Linked DNA regions of Danio rerio: region 1 is linked to region 2. A link is a contact called in public Micro-C data. All regions are on one chromosome and are shown on one strand. Each heading gives the region's core, a stretch centred on a gene start, on an enhancer-like site or on the middle of the called end of the contact. The rest is flanking DNA. Distances are from core to core; before and after follow the strand shown. Region 1 overlaps cttnbp2nla (CTTNBP2 N-terminal like a). Region 2 overlaps phc2b (polyhomeotic homolog 2b (Drosophila)).

Evidence for each region. A called contact is a pair of places that touch in the nucleus more often than the background predicts.
Region 1: a contact with region 2 is called in a Micro-C map of caudal fin, with 17 times the contacts expected there. The contact joins two enhancer-like sites. A contact is called at or near these places in 3 of 18 Hi-C or Micro-C datasets (caudal fin, hematopoietic stem cells and an unstated tissue).

Annotation. Positions count from the first base shown.
Region 1 is chr6:50,769,852-50,775,968 of GRCz12tu, forward strand. cttnbp2nla (CTTNBP2 N-terminal like a) reads left to right here. Exons shown (of 5, transcript XM_003198835.6): 4 at 1,816-1,923; 5 at 2,469-4,349. The coding sequence ends at 3,449. The region is part of intron 2 of LOC141386357 (a long non-coding RNA gene); the gene reads right to left. Among named protein-coding and RNA genes, the nearest start is that of wnt2ba, 12 kb to the right of the region's middle. Within about 2 kb of position 1,865, at least 28 of the 62 cell types and tissues checked have an H3K27ac peak or open chromatin away from gene starts, as enhancers often do.
Region 2 is chr6:50,698,664-50,704,463 of GRCz12tu, forward strand. It overlaps phc2b (polyhomeotic homolog 2b (Drosophila)), which reads left to right. Exons shown (of 15, transcript NM_201202.3): 3 at 802-960; 4 at 1,055-1,132; 5 at 1,270-1,431; 6 at 4,044-4,193; 7 at 5,321-5,588. All of the region lies in intron 2 of LOC141386356 (a long non-coding RNA gene), which reads right to left. Among named protein-coding and RNA genes, the nearest start is that of phc2b, 16 kb to the left of the region's middle. Within about 2 kb of position 1,373, at least 3 of the 62 cell types and tissues checked have an H3K27ac peak or open chromatin away from gene starts, as enhancers often do.

The DNA of each region.
Region 1 (6,117 bases), core at 615-3,114, 72 kb after region 2:
ACACTGAGATTAAATGCATCACGATAATAAACATGGATTGTTATCATAAACACTTCAAAATATGTGAATAATTATTTAGCATTTAAACTTTTAGAGGGTCTATATATTCAGATTGCAGAATTTGATGCTTAATACATTAACCTGGCTTACGACATTGAAAGTAATCTACGTAAAGGCTAGGGCTGCACGATATTGGAAAAATCTGACATTGCAATATTTTGTTCTGCTGTGATATGATATCAACTGGGATGATCAAGACTTTTTTCTATGCAATGTATCCGATTAAATTTGAATAAATTATGAGTATATAAAGCAAAAATAAAAATGAATGAAACTGTGCTTTATGGTTTTTTGGGGAGTGTATCATATTCAAGTGCAAAATTATTATTATATTTTTATAAATAATAAACATGTTCATCATTGTATAAATAAAAATAATAATAATTATTATTATATTAGTATAAGTAATAAACATGGTCATCATCGTATAAATAATAATAATAATTTTATTAGTATAAATAATAAACATGGTCATCATTGTATAAATAATAATAATTATTATTATATTAGTATTAATAATAAACATGGTCATCATCGCATAAATAATAATAATAGTTATTGTTATTATATTAGTATAAATAATAAACATGGTCATCATCGCATAAATAATAATAATAGTTATTGTTATTATATTAGTATAAATAATAAACATGGTCATCATCGTATAAATAATAATAATAGTTATTGTTATTATATTAGTATTAATAATAAACATGGTCATCATCGTATAAATAATAATAATAGTTATTGTTATTATATTAGTATAAATAATAAACATGGTCATCATCGTATAAATAATAATAATAGTTATTGTTATTATATTAGTATAAATAATAAACATGGTCATCATCGATAAATAAAGGTTCATTCAAATATTTTAGATAATAAGTTAACAATAAATCATGAATAACATTATGGATATATAATGTTTTGCATGAATAAGATTTTAAAAAATGTAAATACTTTCACTCGAAGAATCATCGACGAGCAAATCATTATGAACACTGTTGTGTTATAAATGGGATTGTTTATGTTTTTAATGTAAGAAGTTCATTTTAAAATGTAAAACAATATATATGATTATTAATACAATTAAATTGTTTTTTTATATAAATAAATAAGGAAACTACCATGGGAGCTTTAATCTAATAGTTAGGTTTATTTACCTTCAGCCCACCACACTTAATAAAGTTTGGCCCTTCATAATAAAAGTTTGCACCTGATGAAAGCATGATGTTGAATTAATTTCTTAGTTAATGCATGATGACACATTAAAATCTAAAATCGTAATCGCTTTATTAAATGTTAATAACCAATTCAGTTCAGTTTTTTAGCACATCTACGATATTGCTATTTCACTCTGTTGATTTTAATCCAATGACTAGTAAGACTATACTGTAGTGTGACCTGTTTTATTTTATAATCCCTTTGCAGTTTAAATTTAAACTTTGAAACATGTATATGTAATAAAGCAACACACTAAGCTTTATTGTGATTATACCTGTTAAAGTAATCTTTTTAGTCAACATTGTGCTAATACCATATATAGTGATAAAAGCTTCAGTGAATAATCATAAGAACATTTGATATCAGCAGAAGCCTGGTTTACACTGTATAAAAGCCACTGTCTTCAATACTCATAATGCTCATTTCAATTGGATTTAGCGGAGTGTGTATCAGGTTAAGAAGAGATTGGATTGGTTTATCATCAGCTCATCTCTCTGTCATTCTGTCGCCCCTGTGTGGTGCTTTCAGGTCATCGCTGATCTGGAGGAGGAGAAGAGGAAGCACGCTGAAGATACAGCAGAAGGAGATGACGTCACTTACATTCTGGAGAAGGAGCGAGAGCGCCTCCTGCAGCAGGTGCACAGGATTACTGTCATCTTGATTTGAGTTACTGCTAGGGTGCAGGCTTTAATCCTAATCTAGCCGAGTGTTTTTGTTTTGTTAAAATATACATATATTATTAGTACTTATAAGGGTTGTCGCTTATACAGTATCTACCGCCTTGATGACAGGCAAATAGTTTAGTTTAGTTGAAAACTCATGATATAAGGATCATGCCCAACATATGTAGCTATTTTCTATTTATATCTCCTTTGAAATATGGTATCACAAAAATATGGACTTTCCTCTATGACTCCCATTCAGTTTAGTACTTCCTGCCCTCCATCTGAATTTCGCGCATTACCACAACCACATGATTCAAAACAACCTATAAGTTGACAATTTTTACTCCATTTTTTCTAACAAATATAGCCTTGTTGAGCAGAGAGACTTTTCGAAATCATTATAAACCGACCCCAAACTTTTGACTTGAGTGTTTCTGTTTTCTTGTAAATGTATAAATCTGTCAATGTATTTCCAACTAATTTGTGTATTTTTTATCTTTATATACACTTGTTTAGTTAGAGTTTGAAAAGTCGAAGACGTCCCGAATGGAGCGTGAGAACAAGCGGCTGCACGATCAGCTGAATGAGCAGCAAGTCCAGCAAAAACAGCTCATGACGGCACTGAGTCGGGAGTGCAAACGCTCCGGCACCCGTGCTTACGAGGAGTCCCAGCGTGCTGCCGAACTCAGCCAGCGACTCGAGCGCGAGCGAGCTGCCAATCAGACTCTGAGGGCGGAGCTTGAAGAGGAAAAGAAGAGGGCTATGCAGATGGAGGCGAGACGAGAAGAGCTGCTGGCAGAGTTCGACACTGAAAGAGAACAGCTCGGGCTGAGATTACGAAAAGAGGAAGCACGCTGTAACGCACTACAAGAAGAATTAGAGACGTTAGGGAAAGAGACAACAGATTCAGTCAATGGCCACCACATTTCTATGGTGGAAGATGCTGAGAAGCCGAGTTTGTTAAGCAATGGGACCACTTCACAAGCCTCTCAATCCCCAGACATACAAGCTGCCTATCAGGCCGGCATCCACCAGCGCTTCCATGCAGCCCGTCACAAGTTTCAAGGCACCAGTGATCAAGATCCAAACCCTGTTTCTTCTACTATAAACTGTCCACATGACATTTCGCCTTGTCCAACTTCACCAGATATCATTTCTTCAAAACAAGCCCCCCGTGGCACCATGCTCAGTCGCTTTAGCACTCCTCAAAGTCCCAGCAAATCAACATCTTCAAACAGTTCTCCTTTCGGCACTGATTATCGTGCTGTGGTCCAGTCTGGGATGTTGTCTCCAACTATCAGGTCTCCGACTATACCCAGAGCGGACAGAGGGATCCCGCCTCCAATCCCACCCAAAAAACCAGGCCTGGCCGAAACGCCGCCTTCTCCTGCCACCCTGCGAGCTGCTCACTTTGCTCATATGACTGTCGGTTGCGGACGCAACAGCAGCTCGGAGAACAGCAAAGAACCAGATCTGATGCTGTCATCTAGCAGCTAGCAAGCGCAAATCAACAACTCGATCCTGTCAAACACTGCTGATTTTTTAAGGGACTTTTCCAGGTTTTGAACAAATATTTGGTAACACTTTACTATCCTAATTAACTACTAGTTAGCTGTTTATTAATAGTTAGTAGGGTAGAAGTTGGGAATGGGTTTTGGGTAGGATTGAGGATGTAGAATACAATCATACTTTATAACTGCTAATGACAGTTCATATCTTAACAATAGGCAGGTGATAAGCCAGTAGTTAATAGCATGTATTATGACCTAAACTAAAATGCTACCAAATATTTTAGAACCATACGTTTAAGTAACTCTGTACTTTTATTATATTTCGATTAAGGCATGTTGATTATATGCATAATTACATTATGTGTTCAGTCAATTATTATGAGAATAATCAGCATTTTATCTCTGACAATCACCAGCTCCTGTAGATAGTTTTATATATTGTTTTTCTGCTAGATATTTATACATCTTTACACTACAAATAAAACATTTGGGTTCACTAAGTTTAGTTTTTAAGAAAATCCTTTATAATGCTGCAAAATTGATTTCTATTTCAATTAAAAGTAAATAATTCTGAAAAGTGTTACAGTTTCCAAGCAGCGCACCCGTTTTCAACATAAATAATAATATAATCAAATAACTTTTGAGCACCTAGTTGGCATATTATAATGATATCTGAGGGATTATTTTTCACTGAATATATATATATATAAAACTGAACTGAATATATATATTATATTTATATTTATACATGCACAGTTGAAGTCAGAATTATTAGCCCCATTTATTAATTTTTTCCCGATTTCTGTTTAGCGGAGAGATTTTTTTAACACATTTCTAAACATAATAGTTTTAATAATTAATTTCTAATAACTGATTTATTTTATCTTTGCCATGAAGACAGTACATAATATTTGACTAGATATTTTTCAAGACACTTCTATACAGCTTAAAGTGACATTTAAAGGCTTAACTAGGTTAATTAATTTAACTAGGCAGGTTAGGGTTATTAGGCAAGTTATTGTATAATCATGGTTTGTTGGGAAAAAATATAGCTTAAAGGGGCTAATCATTTTGTCCCTAAAATGCTTTTAAAAAAAATTGAAACTGCTTTTATTCTGGCCAAAAGAAAAAAAAAAGACTTTCTTCAGAATAAAAAATATTATCAGACATACTGTGAAAATTTCCTTGCTCTGTTAAACATCATTTGGGAAATATTTAAAGAAGAAAAAAAAAATCATAGGGGGGCTAATAATTTAGACTTCAACTGTGTGTGTGTGTGTGTGTGTGTGTGTGTGTGTGTGTGTGTGTGTGTGTGTGTGTGTGTGTGTGTGTGTGTGTATATATATATATATATATATATATATATATCTATATATATATATATATATGTGTGTGTGTGTGTGTGTGTGTGTGTGTGTGTGTGTGTGTGTGTGTGTGTGTGTGTGTGTGTGTGTATATATGAGAAATGATGCTGAAAATTCAGCTTTGATGATAGTAATAAATGTGTCCCAGGACCACAAAACCAATCAAAAGTGCCAGGTTTTGGAAAATGAGATGTATTCATTTTCTCTATTGATTTCTTATCGTTACGCCATCCATTGATACACTGTAGTGATACACTGTAAAAAAAAATCCTGGTTGTCTTAAATTTTTTAAATGAATCAAATTACAGTTCATTGAACTTATACAGTATTATGTTAAACTGACTTAAAACTAACTTGTGAAATTAAGTTAGAACATGACATTAACATATTAGCTTCATATAATTGTTTACAGGGTAGATGCATTGTTATGATATGTTGATATTTAGCTGAGATAACATCTATTTAAAAATCTGGAATCTGAGGGTTCTAAATACTAAGAAAATCAAAATTAATTAAAATCACTCACTAATCAAAAAATGGGTTTTGATATATTTACAGTAGGACATAATATCTTCATGTAACATGATATTTACTTAATATTGTAGATTTTTGGAATAAAAGAAAATTTGATAATTTTGACCATTACAATGTATTTTTGACTATTGGTTTTGTTGTCGACAATCACAAATTACATTTTAAAATAATTTAAAATGTAAAGAAATCGTTTAGAATTGTATAATATTAATGAACGAAGCCTTAGAAATGTTCAGAAATGATTAAACAATGCAATTGTGCACATCATTTTATATCTGAAAACTGTATCCATCACCATCATCTAGTTGATACACTGAACTATATTAAACATACAGCATGTGCAAACAGTCTCTTACTTTTTCCAATTGTTTTTTTATATCTCAAGCTAACGGATATTTAGCCTGACTATTCCCATCTTTGCTCAGCAGTTTGTATCACTTTATAATGTTCTACCATGTTTATCTTGTACTTTTGTATCCTTTTTGTGATCTGATATGATTGATATTTTTATAACCGTTATCATTTTTAGACTCTTTGTTACTCTTGTAGATGGGCTTAAAACAAATTATCTTAGATTTATATATTTATATGTATCTGTACTGCCTAAAGCCAGCCAGCAGGAGGCACTGGGTGGTCAAGATACACTATCACCCATCCTCGGCTATATTTGGAAAATAATACTAGCTTACTGCGCAGTATACTACACTATATACTCCCTTATATTTTTTTTAAAACATAGTATGAGAAATAAAGTTA
Region 2 (5,800 bases), core at 123-2,622:
ATAATGCAATATTGAATATATTAAATGTTAAGGCTGACAAAGAAAGCGAAATCAGCAATGAAAAACAACAGAATCTGCATCTTTTTAGGCATGTTGCAGTTCACTTTCTAATCAAAAGGAGGAGACATATGCAAAGTATTGAGAATGAGCATGCTGGAACAAACCAATAAGGCTGCTCAGTGAATATTAAACAAACAGGAATGCAGTTGACAGACTTTACACTTACAGACCTGATGTTTAATGCAAAATCTCAGATATTTCTCTGAACCTTGTGTGATTAAAAAAATGAGAGATAACGTAACACAATAAGGAGAAACACAGCTGTTAAATTAGTGTAAATGAATGTAGACAAAATAATGATGAAAAATTGGTCTTTAATATACTGAATGAAAAAAAAATCTGACTATACATTTAATACATACATATATATATATATATATATATATATATATATATATATATATATATATATATATATATATATATATATATATAAATGTATATATGTATATATATATATATATATATATATATATATACACACACACACACACTCACACACACACACACACACACATATATATATATATATATATATATATACATCTAAACTTATTATATATATATATATATATATATATATATATATATATATATATATATATATATATATATATATGAGAATCTTATCTTAATTTAAAGTTTCCTTATGCTCTCAATCGAACCTTCTTGCTCTGCATTTAAAGCCCTTGGCATATTAATGAATGCTAATCTGATTTCTCTGCCTGTCTTAAATGGTAGGTGATCCAGCAGGCTCTGAATAGGCAGCCCAGCACCGCAGCGCAGTACCTGCAGCAGATGTATGCAGCTCAACAGCAGCATCTGATGTTGCAAACAGCAGCCCTGCAGCAGCAGCACCTCAGCACAGCACAGCTTCAGAGCCTCGCAGCAGTCCAGCAGGTGACTTAACCATGCGTAGACATATACCAACGCATACACATAATGCACCTAAACACACTTTACTCTTTGTGACTAACATGTTTCTATCACTCAGGCTAGTTTAGCAGCCGGTAGACAGAGTTCAAACCAGAATGGGACCTCATCTACTCAGAGTGGATCATCACAGACGACAGTAAGCTTATTTATTTGGATGCATCTATACTAAAATTGTCATATATTTATGTTGTAATGGTTGCAATATTCTGTTTTTGCATGTGACGTAACATATAGGCTTCTCATGTCACAAGTCTGGCTCTCTAACTCCCACAGATTAATTTAACCACATCTCCTGCTGCCGCTCAGCTGATCAGTCGTGCCCAAAGTGTAAACTCCGCCCCATCTGGGATTTCCCAGCAAGCGGTGTTGCTTGGCAACGCCTCGAGCTCCACCCTGACAGCCAGCCAAGCTCAAATGTACCTGCGGGCACAGATGGTGAGCACACCTGCTTACCTACAAACACAAGAGTTTCTAATGTTTGTGGAGCTGCTTTATGTACACTCACCGGCCAGATTATAAGGAACACCTGTTTAACTGCTTGTTAATGCAAATATCGAATTGGTGGATCACGTGATAGCAACTCAATGAATTTGAGAACGTAAACATTTGCTAAAATTCAAACTGATCAACAAAATGGGGAGGAAAGATGATTGAATTGAATTTATCGGGTTTGTTCGTGTCATACATACTGTAAAGACTGGTCTAAATATTTCAGAGACGGGATTTTTACCCAGAAACATCTCTAGGGTTTATAAAATAATGTCCGGTGAGTTGTAGTACTTGTCGGATGACAATGTCCAGGCAGGTTCAAAATGACAAAATGCAAATGTAACTCGCATAACCACTTACATCAAACCTTGAAGCAGACAAGCTACAGCAGCAGAAGTAGAGCACAAACTGAGCCAACAATTCATTCATAGGCCTAACCACCAAAAGTGAACAACAGAAGTCTGGAGAAAGCTTGCATTGTCTGTTAGGGCTCTATTTTGACGGTCCATGCGCAAAGCGCAAAACGCAGGGCGCAAATGCTTTCAGGGCGTGTCAGGACGCGTTTTTGCTAATTTAGGGACGGGAAATCATGCCTTGCGCTTCGGCGCATGGTCTAAAAGGGTTGAGTTTATTTTCTTAATGGGTTATAGGTGTGTTTTAAGAATAAACCAATTAGAGTCTCATCTCCCATTCCCTTTAAGAGCCAGCTGCGTCGCACCAAGAGCGCATTCGCTATTTACAGGATGCAAAGTAAGTCTAAGTGGAAAAATGAGCATTTCACAAGCAAACAGTTAACAGTTGACAGTTTTTTAACAGAAAGCTGTTAAACAGAGCATCTACTGCATGAGAATGAGAGATAATGGATCACTTTCACTTTCACTCTTGGATAGGGAAACCTTTACGCACAGACATCAATTAGTCTATAAATAAATAATTTTGTTTATTAAGCGCAAATATTCGTTTCAAAACTATTTCTAAATTCAGTTCTTATTTCCAGCAAACGAATAAATGAATAATAATAGCAAAATGTGCTCAAAAACCTGAGTTATATCCTAAAACACATGCTGTGCCCCATATGGTCTAAAACCTGACAGGTGGGCAAATCTAAGCTTGCTTTTAATAAAACAAATATACATATGGATATAATAAATAATACTGCTAATAATAATAACATTATACAAAAGCAAATTATTGTGAATGAACTAAAAAGCCTCCTGAGATGAGGAAGACATAAAAGCAGTGATTTTTCATATTTATGTAGGCTAGAAAATAATATGTTTTGTAATATTTTAATCCTTTATATTTATATTCTATATCTATTCTTATTATATCCTATATATATATATATATATATATATATATATATATATATATATATATATATATCCTTAATATTTACATTTTTTATATGTAAAGATATTTGCCTATTGCTCTCTTGTGCGTATTAAGCAGTGGGTAAGCGAGGCGCAACTCTGTGCCGGAGTTTAGACCAGGTTAGTTTTGGTCTAATGAAAAATCTATTATAGTTTCTTAAAATAGCAACACGCCAGCAGTCTGCCTCAGAACGCCTATGGGGGCACAAATGAGCGCTAATGCATTTGCTATTTAAACAGTGTAGCGCAACGCCTCAAAACGACTCTTGCGCCAAGCTTAAACTACCAAAAGACTACTGCGTCACGCCTTGCGCCACACTGCGCCGGGTGTATGATAGGGCCCTTAGTCTTTATTTTTGGATGCTAGGGTCAACATTTAGCCTGAAAACAGATCCATCTGCCCTTATTTAAAAGGTTCAAGCTGGTGCAAAAATAGGTTAGTTTTTCTTTATACACTTTGGACCCATCAGAAGCAACAATTTAAGCCATTGTTTAAACTCCACAGCCTACCTGAGTATTGTTGCTATCCATCCCTTTATGACCACAGTGTACTAATATTACGATGGCTACTTCCAGCAGGATACTAGTAAACAGTCAAGTAACAGCTTAAATCATCCTAAACTGGGTTCTTGAACATGACAATGAGTTCGCTGTTCTCAAAAGGCATCCACATTCAGCAGACCTCAATCCAATAGTGATGTACATGGAGATCTGCACTTTTCTCGGTATTAAATCTTTACCAGTTACATTATGCTCTCATGTCAATGTGGCATAAACATTTTGGAAATTCGTCACCTTAGAATTCTAAGGTTCTATCCGACATTTTTGTCAAAATTGAGATATTGACATATTTTTATTAAATGACAAATTATTTACATTATGGGATGTTTTTTTTAAGTTGTTCACATTTTAAGACTTTTTATTTAAAAAACAAATGTTACACACACACTGTTTGCTATGGAATGCAAAAACTTTAAAGCTCATTATCTCAAAATCATTCAGAACGCAGATAGAACCTTATAATTCCAAGGTGACGAACTGTTTCCAACAATTGATGAAATCAAATCCATAAAGAATCAAGAGCAAGTACTATCAAGGTGAAGCTAATAAAGTGGCTGGTAAGTGAATATTATAGATTCCTAAGGACATTGTGTTAATGAGCATTCTTATGTGTGATTATTTCAGGCTCAGCAAAGTAATCTTGTGCATGTAGCCAGAAGTCTGGGTCGAGCCGTCCCTCTGTCTTCTCAGCTGATCCTGGCCCCGACTGCTACAGTAACTGCTCTACAGTCTGACACTAACACAACCAATAACACACAGTCTGCCTCTGCACAGGTACACAAGCAAACTACCATAATATTTGCACAACCAAAAGTACTAAAACATGTCCTATTTGCATTTATTAATTTGCTTTACTCAAAACAATGATCTTAAAGTATTCAATTATGAATGTCTTGATAAATATGCTAAAGGATTACTGGGCATTTCAGATATAATTCGGAACTGGTGCATTTATTAAACATCTATTAATTTGTGTACAAAACTGATTTTAAAGAAACACATAAATTACTCTTAATAGAATATAGTTTTCCAAAATATGCAAAATAGGTTCATTCTGAAAACGTAGCCCTATATAAGCTTGACGTTGCAGTCACATACTGTCATTACATTTTCATTTCAATATTTGGATTTGAAGCCATAATTTGGTAAGTTTTGGTTTACAGTGAAAAAAACTAACCATAAAATGAACAAATTATGTCCACTTTGGTCCAATTTACTCAATGATCAATACTGTACGTTTCTAGAGAATGCGAATTATGTAGTCAGAGCTACGTATGGCTACATTTATTCTTTAAAACGAATGCTACGAGGCGGTATGACACTGTTTCTTTTCGCGCTTACCAGCTGGCCGCTTACCTGCATGTGGACGGCTTTCCCACTGTTACCAGTTTTTCCAGTTAGCTCGACACGTATGTCAGTGGGTCAATATGCGCTTTTCAAAATACTTTTGGTTGGGTTTAGGGAAGGGGAAGGGTAGGGGGATGATTGGTTGGTCAGTCAGTCAGTAAAAGTTAGTCAACAGCGGCCTCTGGTGGATTTAGGTGAGAAGAGCAGATCTGAAAAAGCGTACACAGCAGCCTCTGGCGGATTCGTGAAAGTAAAAACTGCAAAAAAAAAAACGTACCTCCTGGGATGTATTTTGCTTTCTCCAAAAATGTATATAACCATGCGTAATCAGAATGAGCCTGGGTTGAAAATATGTTATTTCCAATCATTTTTAATGTTTAAAAAATACTACAATCTTTCTTTGAAGATTCTAATTTGAGCACATTAGAATAAGGATCATATGGTTGGATTTGAATTATACTTGACCCTAGTTTACTCAAATAAAAATTATTATTTAACTGATAATTCATTATATTTAAACTCAATGGTTTATTGACACATTATGACTTTTACAGGTGCAGAACCTTGCCCTGCGCAACCACCAGGGGGTGTCTTCCACCCCTCAGGCCACAGGACTCCAGGCACTGAGTCTAAAGCAGACCCCTGTCTCCATTCAGCCCACCCCACTTATCAAGACACCCAGCCAGAGCACTGGTGCCGGGAAAAACAACCTGAACGCTGCTTCCTCGGATGGAGTGAAGAAGGCAGAGGAGGGACAAACCGAGATGAAAGCAGTGAACATGAGTCGTAATGTGTCCTCTTCACATCCCTTAATAGCACCAGGTAAGCTCATTTCACTTAAGTCACATTTGAAAAGGTCTGAATGTCACTGCAATAGGCCACAAATGATCATAATATATAACTGCAAAATAGTATCATTTCTTTATTTGTAACAAGATTTTTTTCAGTAAAATCTCCAAAAACACTACATCAGTTATATTGGCATCACTTTATTTTGATTATCCCTTTTGCACTTTCAGTTGACTGTACAGTAT